Regions from separate parts of the Mus musculus genome. Here region 2 is linked to region 1. The links are chromatin contacts, called in public Hi-C maps. All regions are on one chromosome and are shown on one strand. The core of a region is the stretch at or near the end of the contact, and the rest is flanking DNA. Distances in the headings are between cores, read along the strand shown.

The links. A called contact is a pair of places that touch in the nucleus more often than the background predicts.
Region 2: a contact with region 1 is called in a Hi-C map of epidermal suprabasal cells, with 2.3 times the contacts expected there. The contact joins two enhancer-like sites. A contact is called at or near these places in 1 of 39 promoter capture datasets (liver), 5 of 484 Hi-C or Micro-C datasets (bone marrow-derived macrophages, cerebral cortex, embryonic stem cells and 1 more) and 3 of 115 datasets of contacts at active chromatin or transcription factors (embryonic stem cells and pancreatic cancer cells).

Annotation. Positions count from the first base shown.
Region 1 is chr14:76,580,754-76,587,346 of GRCm38.p6, forward strand. No RefSeq gene overlaps it. Among named protein-coding and RNA genes, the nearest start is that of Serp2, 27 kb to the left of the region's middle. Within about 2 kb of position 1,403, at least 38 of the 459 cell types and tissues checked have an H3K27ac peak or open chromatin away from gene starts, as enhancers often do. A contact at or near this core is called in epidermal suprabasal cells, where this site is marked.
Region 2 is chr14:76,729,099-76,735,655 of GRCm38.p6, forward strand. No RefSeq gene overlaps it. Among named protein-coding and RNA genes, the nearest start is that of 4930431P22Rik, 28 kb to the right of the region's middle. Within about 2 kb of position 4,568, at least 39 of the 459 cell types and tissues checked have an H3K27ac peak or open chromatin away from gene starts, as enhancers often do. A contact at or near this core is called in epidermal suprabasal cells, where this site is marked.

The DNA of each region.
Region 1 (6,593 bases), core at 153-2,652:
TGTGGGCTTGCCGAGCGTGGGAAACGACACAGGGGTCATGGGCTGTGTACTCATGTTCAAGTCCACCCTACCGGCCATGTGTGTAGTACTCTTTGAATGTTTACCTTGCACTGAGCTTGTGCATTGAAGTATGTTTTCTTGAAATTGCATTTATTTACTTCAGGGGTCTCTCGCCCGAGCTCGCAGCCAAGCACACAACAAAGCATGCACGCAGGCAGACATCTTGTGGGAGCAGGTTCACTTCTTCAAGCAAATGGGTCGATGAAGCAAAGGCACGCCATCAGACTTGGCAGCGGGTGCCTTTGTCCACTGAGCCATCTCCTAGGCTTGATAATGTGGCTTTTTGACTTGTAAAACATGTTTTTAATTTTAGCTCAACTGGAAACTTTCAAATGAATGCCTTGCTTCGAAGTATTTTAACAAACTACAAACAAACGAACACCAACACCTTAAGATTCAATAGCATTGGGCCAAGTACTCAAGTACTGACACTAATCCATAGAGGTCTATCTCAACGGCATGTTCTTTTGTTTCATAGTCCCTGTGCATATTCACTGAACGTGTCTAATAATACCATTTGAGTCAGTGGGCACACCTGTAATTCTAGCACTTAGGAGGTGGAGACTGGAGAATCAAGAGTTCAAGGCCATCCTTTGCTATATAGTAGTATAGTCAATGCTAGCTGAGGGTATATAAAACCCTTTCTTCCTTCTTTCCTTTCTTCCTTCCTTCCTTCCTTCCTTCCTTCCTTCCTTTCTTTTTTCTTTTTTCTTTTTTTTTTTTTTGGTTTTTCGAGACAGGGTTTCTCTGTGTAACCCTGGCTGTCCTGGAACTCACTTTGTAGACCAGGCTGGCCTCGAACTCATAGAGATCCACCTGCCTCTGCCTCCCAAGTGCTGGGGTTACAGTCATGCGCCACTACTGACCAGCTATAAAACCCTTTCAAAAACATACACTTACACACTGAAAATAAAAATAAATATATTCTCATCTTGGACCTTACAGAAATCTGGATTGTAGGTGGCTCCTTCTCTATGGCTGAGCTGGGTGGATTTATACAGTCTATATTTAGAGCAGCTGTTCTCGTCTTTCTTAACGCTGGGACCCTCATGTTGTGGTGACACCCCCAACCATGAAAATGTTTTTGTTGCTACTTCATAACTGTAATTTTGCTACTGTTATGAATAATAATGTAAATATTTTTGGAGGTAGAGGTTTGCCAAAAAGATCACAACCTACAGGATGAGAACCAGTAATCTGGAGTATTCTGGGAACAGAGGGAGGAGAGAAGCAAGAAAGCTTGTATTTGGTTTTGTATCAGACAGCTGTGCTCCGCTGTAACATACTGTCTCGTTTCAGCCACACAACATTGCTATCCTCTCATTACAAACAGCACACGCTTGTTGAGTAACTCCCTCAAGGTCAAGTAACTTGCTACAAAGAGGCAGAGCAGGTCCTTAAAAGCAGCCACTTAGTACACCAAGCCCATTTTCTGCTCATTATGTTGTGTCAATGGATAGAAAATTAGCTTATCAGAGATTTTGATGGCGTAAGTGGTCTGCTGTTTGTTGTTGTTGTGAAGTTCTCCATGAGAGGAGAGTGCACAGGTGTGAGCCTCAGGGCACAGGCTAGAATACCAAGGCTGGGGCCACCTCCTTTCTTGGTGACAAGGTTCCTGCTCACCCTAGAGTTTATTTTCTAAATGATCAACCATCATCTCCCCCCCCCCTCCCCAAATGAGGGGTGTAACTAATCTCCAAGAAAGATCTGAGTCTTCAGTTTACTTGTGGCTCTAGACTTCTCAGCCAGCACTGGAAAGCCAAGGGGCAAGTCAGAGAGTTTGAGCAAGTGGAAACAGGATGTGTTCCATCCTGAAGGTAATTAGATGCCCAGTGTAGTAAACGGTAATGAGGTAGATGAAGTCTCACCACAGAAGGGCTTCTCATTGGCTGACTAATGCTTTTCTTACCTGGGTAAATATTTTGCAACAGTTACCTGGGTGAAAACCGACTTCCTGTAAAAGGGTTGATTTAAAAATCAAAACAAAGCAGAGACTCTTGTGGGTTGTGTGCTATGTACTGTGTAATTATTTCCCAACTAATGATACTGACTCAACTTTATGCAAAGGGGAGACTCAGAAACAGTTCTTATTGGCTAAGGCATACTCTAAAGTGAGTGCCTATTGCTTAATAGCTTCAAAGGTGAGGACAACTTTTATTATTTAAGCAGAATTCATAGCTGGTGAAGCCACTTATTTTTTTAAAAGCTGTTTAATTTAGTGTTTGCAATATAGTAGTCTTTTGTGTGGTTTTAGGCGCCAGAATAGCCTGGGCCTAGAAACTTCTTTTGAGACTTTCAGTTACATAATTAATATAATACATTGGTTTCTGATTGGTATTGAAAAAAAATCAAAGAGATTATGTCCAATTCAGACAAGACACATTTTTTGAGTGACAAGCCTTTGCTAGGCACAATGACAAGAATAAAAAATGAGCCAGGCAGTGGTGGTGCACGCCTTTAGTCCCAGCACTTGGGAGGCAGAGGCAGGTAGATTTCTGAGTTCAAGGCCAGCCTGGTCTACAAAGTGAGTTCCAGAGCAGTCAGGGCTATACAGAGAAACCCTGTCTCGAAAATAGAAAAGAAAGAATACAAAATGAAATAGTCCATGAATCCTCAAGTGGTACTGTGGTGAATTTTTCTTTATTTTCTCTTTTATCATCCTTCTCCTCCTCCCCCTCATCTTCATCATCATTACCATCTTCATCTTCATCATCATTACCACCTTCATCTTCTTCATCATCGAGAGAAAATGTGTTATCTTTTTAAGTTTAGCTTAGTTTTCTTACCATGATGACCTCTAGTCCCATCTATATATTTTTTTTCTGCTAACAATTTCATTCTCTGAGTAGATCTACTATAAAACAAAATTTATATTCTTCTTTACATTCAAATAAAACACCATTTGCCTATGGTTACCACAGTTTCTTTCTCCATTCCTGTACTGGCTGGATTCGTAGCTTGGTGGTTGTGACTCTTGCTGCAGAAAACATGAATGTGCAATGTTCTCTGTATGAAATTGACTTAGATTCCTCCAGGGATGTGTGTAGGATTGGGACAGCTAGGTTACACAGTTTATTTTAGTCTTCCAAGGAAACTCCATTCTGATTTTCGTAGTCCATGGTATCTAAGGGGTGGGGGTAGGGGGCTCTTTTCCTGCATCCTTCCTAGCACTTTATGTCCATTGCTTTTAGCTTTTTTGATGATCTATGTTGGGTCTTGAAGGTTTGTATTGTTCCATCAGAAGCAGGAAGGGAATGGGAGGGGTACAGGCAGAAGGATTAATGCGTACACACGCACTCCCACAGGAGCTCCTGCTAGCCCGTTGCCTGCAACCGAAGGGTTAGATAGACAGTGGGGATGGGTGGGGCTCTGCAGAGGAAGCTGGGAAGGTAGGAATGCTGGACAGAGCAGGGCAGGGCTAGGAGAACCCTGGCTGCAGGGTGAGGCATCCAGCATCCTGTAGATTAGAGGCAAAGGACACCCTGAAGGAAGGGAGATTGCCAAAGGTTCAATCGCCTTCCCTGGCCGGGCCTTAGGCTCCGTCTCAGCCACCAGTCACATGTGTGTAGGACCTCATGATATTCATTTGCATATAGCCTCCCCTTGGTGTCCCCTAACTCTGTCCCTGGGAAGATCACAGACTAAGGAAGGCCTTCTTGACTGTGCATTTGAGGACTTGGCTGGCTCTGTTCCCCCTCACACCATCTGTAACTCTGGTTCCAGGGGATCTGACACTCTCTTCTGTGGCATCTGCACACGTGTGGTGCCTTGTAGGCTCACCACATCGGCTCACAGCCTCCCTGTTGCTTCTTTCGCAGTACCCTTAGAGCCACATTTCCTTGAAACCAGGGCAGGCACCCACTGACAGCTCGTACCTTCTGCCTCCATCCACGGATCTAGAGCACCCGAGCTGCTCTCTTTCCTCTATTCTGACTGCTCAAGGAGAGCTTGTGTGATGCTCAATCCAGATCAGTGGAGGAACGCAGCCCACAGTGTAACCACTGAAAGTTCAGCAAAGGGGCTATAAGAGCTGGGAATGAAAATGTGCCCCTCAGGAAGAACAGCCACAAGCAGAAAAATTCATCATAAGGAACAGTTTTCTCTGAGCTGATAGATGGCAAAACAGCAAACTTAACTGAATTTGTTCTTGTCCACCACTACATGATTTCTTATGTACTGGACATGTTTAGATCAATGATAGAGACCCAAATAATGATTGAATATTATGTGCTCCATACATATCCACTTGTCTTGCCTTGTTTCAGTTCAATCAATAATTATGTTAATATAGGTAAGATTTTTATATTATATATCATATATCATATATCACATACCATGTTATATAATATAATAGTATAAGAGTCTGAAATATATTGCCAGACTATTGGTGGATTTCTTTCCTACATTTATTATTTGTTTTACTTATGTTTAAAATATTCAGGGTGCTCTAAAACAAATGTAAACAAAAATACAATACAGACAGTTAAGTTTTAATTATTAACATTTAGTATAACTATATCCTATGTGATATTTGGTGTAATCTTTTAATATAAGTATGTCCCCACTATTGCATTGGGATATACTTATACTAAAAATTGTTCTTTGTTTCTCCAAAATTCAAATTAATTGAGCAGTCAGTATTTTTGTTGGCTAAATGATTTCTTTATCTGGAAGAGCATTAAATAGAACCCAAGGAAAAGGAAAGCTGATCCCTAAACGCTAGAGTTTTAACCAGGACCCCTGAGAGTCCTGAATACCCTTTCCATCCTTTGCTGTAGGTCACTGAATCTAGAACATGGCCATCTTACCACAAATGCCTATGGGAATCTGGAGATGAACTCTTTGCTCTCACATAGCCTCAGAGTATCTATAGTTCATTCTCTGACTTAGTTTGAATAACTGCCAACTCTCCCCTGTATTTATTTATTCATTCATTAACTGTTAGGACAAACCTGTTAGTGTCCCTGGCATGTCGCATTTGATAATTCCGACATCACTGTAGGGTGGATGCTACGTCCCACCATACAGTACAGAGATGAAGCTCACGGAGGTTAGTGATTTGCCTGAGAGCACACGCTTGGTTAGTGATAGTCGCAGGATTTGCATCTCTGTTGTTCTGAAGTCTAAGTTCTAGTGGAAATGCAGGCTGGGGTGTGGGAGGGGAGGAGGCCACACCCCCTTTAGAGTCTAATGTTCTCTAAGGCCAATCCGCACAAAGGAAGCGACTCTATATCACAGATCTGTTCGTGAGATCAAACCATAAAGCTACTATGCTGTTTAGTCAGTTTGACACGAATTAGACACACCTGGGAGAAAAAGAGTCTCATCTGAGGAGTCGCCGCCTTCTGATTAGTCTGTGGGCGTGTCTGCGGGGCATTTTCCTGACTGCTGACTGATGGGGGAGGGCCCAGCCTACTGTAGGTGATGTAACTCCTACCTACACAGGTCATCTGGGGTTGTATAACAAAGTCTCTGGAAGCAAGCCAGTCAACATCACTCCTCCGCGGTCTCTGCTTCAGATCCTGCCTTCAGGTTTCTGCCTTCCATTCCTGACTTGACTCCCTTAAGGATGGACAGTAATGTGGAAGCAAAACAAACCCCTTCCTTACCCAGCTTTCTTCTGATCATGGCATTTTATCAGAACAACAGAAAGCGAGCTAGGTCAGGGGCTCCTCGGAAAACTTCACAGGAGGAAAATCTTTGTGAACTTGAGTCAGGCAATAGTTTCTTAAATGTGACTTAAAACGCATGATGTGTGTTGAAATAGATGCATCACCAGAAGATTCATGAAAGCAAATTGAAAACAAAGCTTGGGAGGAAGATTCATTAATCAAGGAAGTCCACATAAAACCATAGTGAGATAATAGTATATGCCCCTTCGTAAAAGAAGAAACCAAAAAGCACCAAGTGTTGGAGAGAATATAGCCTAAGGAGCCCTCATAAATAGCTGGTGTGTATTTAAACAAGCTTCGGTCTCTTTGGAAAGCTACTAACAATCTGAAACTGGGCAATGAAGTACACATCTTCAACCCCAGTACTTGGGAGGCAGAGGCAGAAACAGGATGATCTCTATGAATTTGGGGCCAGCCTGGTCTACATATAATTAGTTCTAGACCACCAAAGACTACATGGTGAGACAGTATCTCAAAATAAAAATTAGGAATACATTTACTGTAGAGTCCGAAGATTTTCATTTTATATAAAGTCAAGAGACATTAAAATGCACATCCAACAAAAAATTGAGTATGAATGCATTGCACATTAATGCAATGTGTATGAATGCATTGTGCAGGAATTGTGTATGAGTTGTGAATGACAATGTTCCACCTGTCAATCAACAGATGAGTGGGCAGAGAAAGTGATAGAGTCATGCTTTGTCATCGTACTCAGCAGTAAAGAGGATGGGTTATAAAAACACACCAACCTGAATGAGATCCCACGCACTGTATGAAATGACGAAGGCCCAACAAAAGGCCACATATTGTGGGTTCAGTTTATATGAGTTTCCTGAAGAGGCGAAATGGAAGCGGATT
Region 2 (6,557 bases), core at 3,318-5,817, 150 kb after region 1:
TGGGTGGGCGGGGTTTGGAGGTGTGCTCCTGTGTCACCCTGAGCTTGTGGCTGTTGGAGGACAACTTGGAGGAGTCGTTTTCTGTCCTTCCACCATGGGGACACCGGGGATGGAAATCAGAGCAGACCCCCACACTTGGTGGCCAATGCCTTCACCTGTCGAGCCATCTTGCTGGCCCTGTTTTATTTATCTATTTTTAATTAAAATGAAAAGGTGGACCTGGTAGCATATATGTATAATCTTGGCACTTGGGTGGTTTGAGGCTGGAGGATTGCTAGTTCTAGATCAGCCTGGGCTACACAAATAATAAACTCCTAACCTTGGGAAAAGTCTATTTAATATGTACTACAAAGGAGAAGCTATGATATAATCATTGAGAAAAGAACAGACAACTCAGTTGACGAAGGAGTAAAAGCTACTTATAATTCAGACTTAAACTAAAAAAAAAAAAAATGCAAATATCGATGTAGTGATGCTAATAGGAGTGTGGTTGTGTTCCTATCCTCAGTTTAGCATCTTACAAACAACACACCCTCAAAACGTGTTTGTTCATCAATAGGATAAATATCTTAACTTTCTCAAGGCGTCTTTCATGAGAAGTGATTGAGATGGAGGGCAATGAAGAAAACTCATGTTTATTAAGCATTGCCCCATTCCAGCCATGAACTCCACACTTTACATGATAGTAAATCAAACAAATGGAGGGCTCCTATTCTCCTCTACCTCCTCCTTTCTTTCACCCTAGGAATTGAACCTCACACATGCTAAGCAATTGTTCCACCAATGGCAGATCCTCAGGCCTCTTTGTGACTTTCTGAGACAGGGTCTCACTGACTATTCAGAACAGGCTTGAGCTCATGCTGCAGCCAGAGCAGGTCTCCAGTTTGTGGCTGTCCTTGCTTCTACCTCTGAAGAAGCTGGGATTGCACATTTGCCTCACCGGGCCTGGCTCACAATGTTTCTTACATTATGGGTTATTTTCTTCCTTCCTTCCTTCCTTCCTTCCTTCCTTCCTTCCTTCCTTCCTTCCTCCCTCCCTCCCTCCCTCCCTCCCTCCCTTCCTTCCTTCCTTTCTATCTTTTTCTTTCTTTTCTAGACAGGGTTTCTCTGTATAGCCCTGGCTGTCCTGGAACTCACTCTGTAGACCAGGCTGGCCTCGAACTCAGAAATCTGCCTGCCTCTGCCTCCTGAGTGCTGGGATTAAAGGCATGCACCACCACTGCCTGGCAGTTATTTTATTTCTTAAGAGCAAAATAACAATTGTAGGCAAAGCACACTAGGCTGACGTAACTAAACAGGGCTGACCTGGAACACAGAGGCTGTTCTATGGAATCCTCCAGAATCCTGTAAACCAAGAGACAGCATGGCAGGGTGGATAGCTGGCACGGAAGGTTCTCAGTCGGGCACCAGCATCTGCAGAGGGGTACCTAGCATCATCGTGTTGTCCACGAGATCATTTTTCTTTTCTTTTTTAAAAGATGAAGTGTGGAGAATGCAGGAAGGCTGGGAATATCACACAGGATTCACTCTCCTCTATGAACAAAGCATAAGGCGGCTGTGGGGCGAAGCCCACCGCCAACCCTCAGGAATCCTGTGTCTCCCTTCTCAGCAGACTCCATCCTGGTGGGACTCTGAGCATGATAACTGCTCCAGCTCAAGTCTCTCATACACAGGCTGCTCGAGGGACCACCTGGGCCAAGGTGTGTCCACCCTGAAGTGCCGGTCAGGTTCAATGCCTGTTTTCAACGCTTCTGTGCGAATGCATGTCTCTATGTTTGATGGCCAGTTTAATAGTTTTTAGCACAGGGGAAGGGGGCTGATAATTCCTCATTTGACGCCATAGTCACCAGGAGAACCTAACAGTCTGATATTTTCCAGATGCCCATATGTGGTGAAGAGGGCACTGCTTTCTCTCTCCCTCAGACTAGAATCTTCTTTAGAGGTTTTTTTTTTTTTTTTTTTTTTTTTTGGTCCCTGCTGGCCTCTTTCAATTGCCTCGTACAACACTGGTTTAAAACTAAACGCAAGAAACACGTAGAGTGACTCCACACAGCTAAAACGTGTGATGTCTTGGCTCTTGTATTCCTGGGAGACCAGAGAAACTATACCTCACATTTTTCCTCTGTACAATGGGACTAGAAACAACACCGCCCACCATGGTAGGCGCACTGAGCTGAGACCAGTATTTGACTTGTCTCATTTACTAGCGATGCCTTGACTTCCTGTTGAAGAGTTAGTGCAACCTCACCTCTTTCTGTCAACACCATTTAGGAGACTGATAAAAAGAAAATTGCTAGGAAGGTTTTCTGGAAAGTTCTATTTATAGAGAGACACCTAAATGGACAAAGAGGGTTAACTATAAATAGCCTCCTTTGCATGTGAGGGTGAGACCTGTGCTGGTACCTATGTGACCTTCCCCTTCCCAAAGGACTTCATACTCTTGTTTGTTCTGTGACAACACAAGCCATACCCCGTGTAAAGTATTTGACACAAACTGAATCCGGGAGCTTCCTGCCAGGCAGCTACTGTCGCCTCCCATCACTGGATGTTATTTACTCCAGCTGAGTAGGCGTACAATACGTGCTATGTAAATTAATAGCAGTAGGTACAACAGTCTGGGAGTTGCACAGGACCTCAGTTCGGGAGAGAGGTTATTTCGCAATCATTTCCCATAAACCTTCCCCTCCCACTTCCAAGTGTGAAGTGTGTGTCTGTCAACGAATCATCCCACTTGCCACGCCACGCCAGGTCTGGCAGGGCAGAGGCAGCCACCCGGCCAGTCTCTATCTCTGGATTTGGCAGCTTGACACCATCTGGCGGAATCCTATGAGGAGGCTGCCTGTGATGCATCTCTGGGTCCTTCATGGCCCAGCTTCCCTCCCACACCAAGATCTTGCCACCAGGAGAGCTTTGGCAATTGAGCTAGGTGGTCCTCTTTCTTCCATTACGCCTCTTCCTCACTGCCTCAGCCCCTCAGTTTTTTGTTTTGTTTTTGTTTGTTTATTTGTTTGTTTTTTTACAAGCTCTACCCAATGAGTTCCGAGGGCTAAAGCCTCATCTCAACTCGTGGAAGATAGCAGCCTCTCCTCCCAGACCTGTGTTTGGCAGTTGTTCTGTGGTTAGGCTAACATGTAGCTTCCGTGGCTTGCAATACTACATAGGTTTCTACACACATGACAGAGGTCCTAGCATTCCTAGCCAGATCCTCACGGGTGTGGTACACTCAACCATTCACAAGTAACTTCTGTGTCCCAGAGTTTTCAAACATCCTGAAAAGACCCAGCTCAGGGAGGGGGCAGGAGGTGGCCCACCGCTTTCTCCCATGTTTGCTTCCCATTTGTTTTGAAGAACTGGGGTTCCTACCCTGATATTTACTCCTGTGCCCCAATTTGGCGTCCGTCTCATCCTTCTGCCCCCCAGGAAGGCTCTTCTAAGAAGGGGCAGGCTGAGTGTGGAAGTGAGTATTCACTGTGATGACTGGCTTGCTCAAAAAAGCAGCCTTGCAGGCCACACTGAGACGCTACTCAGCCAGCCTTGGGAGACAAAGACGATGAGAGTCATAGACAAAGAACATTCTAGATGGAGCTCTGAGAGGCTGTCATGGTCTCAGGATTGGATTACTTCATTTGCTGCTTCTCTCTAGAGAAGTCTCTCTAGAGTCTCTCAGACTCTTATGTGTTAGAGACCTGTTTCTTCCCCTTCTTCTTCCCCTTCCTCCTTCTCCTCCTCCTCCTCCTCCTCCTTCTTCTTCTTCTTCTTCTTCTTCTTCTTCTTCTTCTCTTCTTCCTCTCCCCCCCCCCCCCCCAGTCTCTGGAAGAACAGTCAGTGCTCTCAACTACTGAACCATCTCTCTAGCCTCACTTCCACAGTTCAGCAGAGCAAGCAGCTCCTTGGACATGATTTGAATCAAATACCTTGTACCTTGCATGGCTTGTATTGTCACAGAACAAGCAGGAATGTGAAGTCCCTTGGGGGATGGTGGGAGAGGGCCACAGTGTTGACTATGAAGGTCTTACCTGCACATGCAGAGGAGGCAATTTATAATTACTGTCTTTGGCCATTTAATGGTGTCATTATAAATAGAACTTTCCAGAAAAAAAACTTGCAGAATTTTTTTTTTTTTTAAATCGGTCTCCTAAATGTCATTGACTGACAGAAGGGTGAGTTTATATTAACCTTTTACCAGAAGTTAGGCCATGGCTGGCAAATGAAACAAGTGAGGTGTTAATGAGGTTGGGAGGTGAACGCCCCATCCAACAGAATGATATGTGCTTTATGTGGACTCTTTCACCAAACACCTGTCTCCTCCCCCACTCACAGTGAGTGGCTTTGGCAAAGAGACTGGATAATTCAGGTAAGACATGTTTGTATTCTGGTTGCTAAGGAGATGGCAAACCTGTTTGCTTAGCTCAAAGCATAGGCGTATTAGGTAAGAGCGCTGCCCTTTAGATCTGGGACCATTACTAAATCTCTGCATTTCTTTTCTCGAGGCATGCCGAGTCTATTTGTGGCATGTTCCACTTCCTCAGATTTCCCCTGTCTCCATCAGCTTTTACACCTGCAAAAATGCTGGCATGAAAAAATGAAATCCAAGGGAGACTTGCCTGTCTTCGCTAGTCGCAGAAAATCAGACAGCACCCAGCAAGGAGAGAATTCACAGCTTGCTCTGCTCCTAGTACTAGAACCGTGAGATGGGCAGGGATTCCCTCATCCCAGGGGATTAGTGACCCCCAAAGGACAAGTGACCGAAGTAGAGAGAAGCGGCTGCAGAAGGGTTATGTGAAAGGAGATTGGGAGCCCACGAAGACCATGCTGGCCTTGAGAGGAAAGAAAAACTGAAGCATAGATGTTGGTTTCATAAGAGACCCGTTGGATGGTGGCTATTCATGTCCAAGAGCGACAAACGCAAAAGTTGGGCCTGGGTGGGAGAGTACACAAGATGTGGTTAAACACATCACTAAGGTTCCTTTAAAGCCACTTACTGGATGGACGATGTGTCTGGCAGGATGGAAGGAAGCTGGGGGATTCAGCAACTGCTCTGTTTTTCCTGGGAGTATACTTTATGTAGCCTGCCAACTAACAAATCCTTATAGAGCCACGACTAAGTGTGGGCACTGGGCATCCAAACTCCAGCCCTCATGTCTGCATGGCAAGCCTTTTCCCAGCCATATGTGAACATTCCCCAGGCATGCTCAGCTTTAGACACAAATGAGACGGACAGCACAAGACCAGGCTCTGTTTCCTCAGCTCTGTCCCCCACCCACAGGGCTTTAGTCCTTTTTTAGTCACCTGGGCCGTGCTCCTATATCTGAGAATTCCTAGGCTGCATCCCCTCAAGTTCTGTGGCCAGTTTAACTGTTCAGCTGTGGGTCACAGCACCGATGTCAGCCGTCTGTTCTCTTAGGGTCCCACAGAGGTGGTCAGATGAGAATCTACTTACTAATAAATCAAGTTGTAAGCAACAGAACAGTTCCTTCTTTAGATCACACACCAACCACAAAATTGCATAGAGATGAGGCTGTGACGACTCCACCCTGCCCTGTCTTTGCTTTTAGAGTATCATCTCCTGGAGAATACAGTCTTAGGGAGTGTGTGTGTGTGTGTGTGTGTGTGTGTGTGTGTGTGTGTGTTCCTCTGAGTGTGTGCATGCATATATGTGTCCAGAGGTCAATGCTGACTGTCTTCCCTGTGCTATTTTCACCTTATGTATTGAGACAGGGTCTCTTACTGACTTTAAACTCACTGAGTGTCTAGAGTGGCTGACCAGCAAATTTAGGTCTCTTCCTGTCTCCACTCTCCAGGGCTGGGAATACAAGCATACACCACCACACCCAGTGTCTTCCATGGATGCTGTGTGTGCAAGCTCAGGTCCTCACATTCACGTAGCAGACAGTTCATCAATGGAACCATCTCCCTGGCCTCTCTGCCTGCCCCTTACACTTCAGCAGATGAGGAGAAAATGTACAAGGAAATGTGTGGGGCAATGGGCTATGCACAGACAGCTTGGTCTCCAGTCAGAGGTGAAGTCTTGAACCCCAGTGGAATCTGGTGGGTGGGAATTTCCACCAGGACAGAAGGAAAGCGTTCGTTCAATCATGTCTCCTGGATCCCTGGCTCCTGTCAAAGTTACCATCCCCCTCCCCACAGCCCCCACAAGGGAGGCTTGTGGCTAACAATCACGTAGACAATGGCCCAAGCTTCTGTCATTCTGGCTAGACTTCTCCCCACAGTTACCTAGCAACAGCAAGATAGCAAAGAGGGGCTGTTTGGCCCCTCCTCACTCTCTAAGCTTTTACCTTTCTTACTCTTTAGCCCTCCTCTCTCTCTCTCTCTCTCTCTCTGTCTCTCTCTCTCTCTCTCTTCCCCCTCTCTCCACGTGGCCATGGCTGACCTCTCTCTCTCTTTCTACATTCTCTCTTTCTCCCTGCCTTTCTACAATAAAGCTCTAAAACCATAGACTGTCTCTGATCATCAAGGCCCTCCGTGCTTAAATGATGGGATGGGCTTTCTCCTAACGAGCAGTGTCTATCCTCCCAATGGAAGGCCTTCCTATGCTG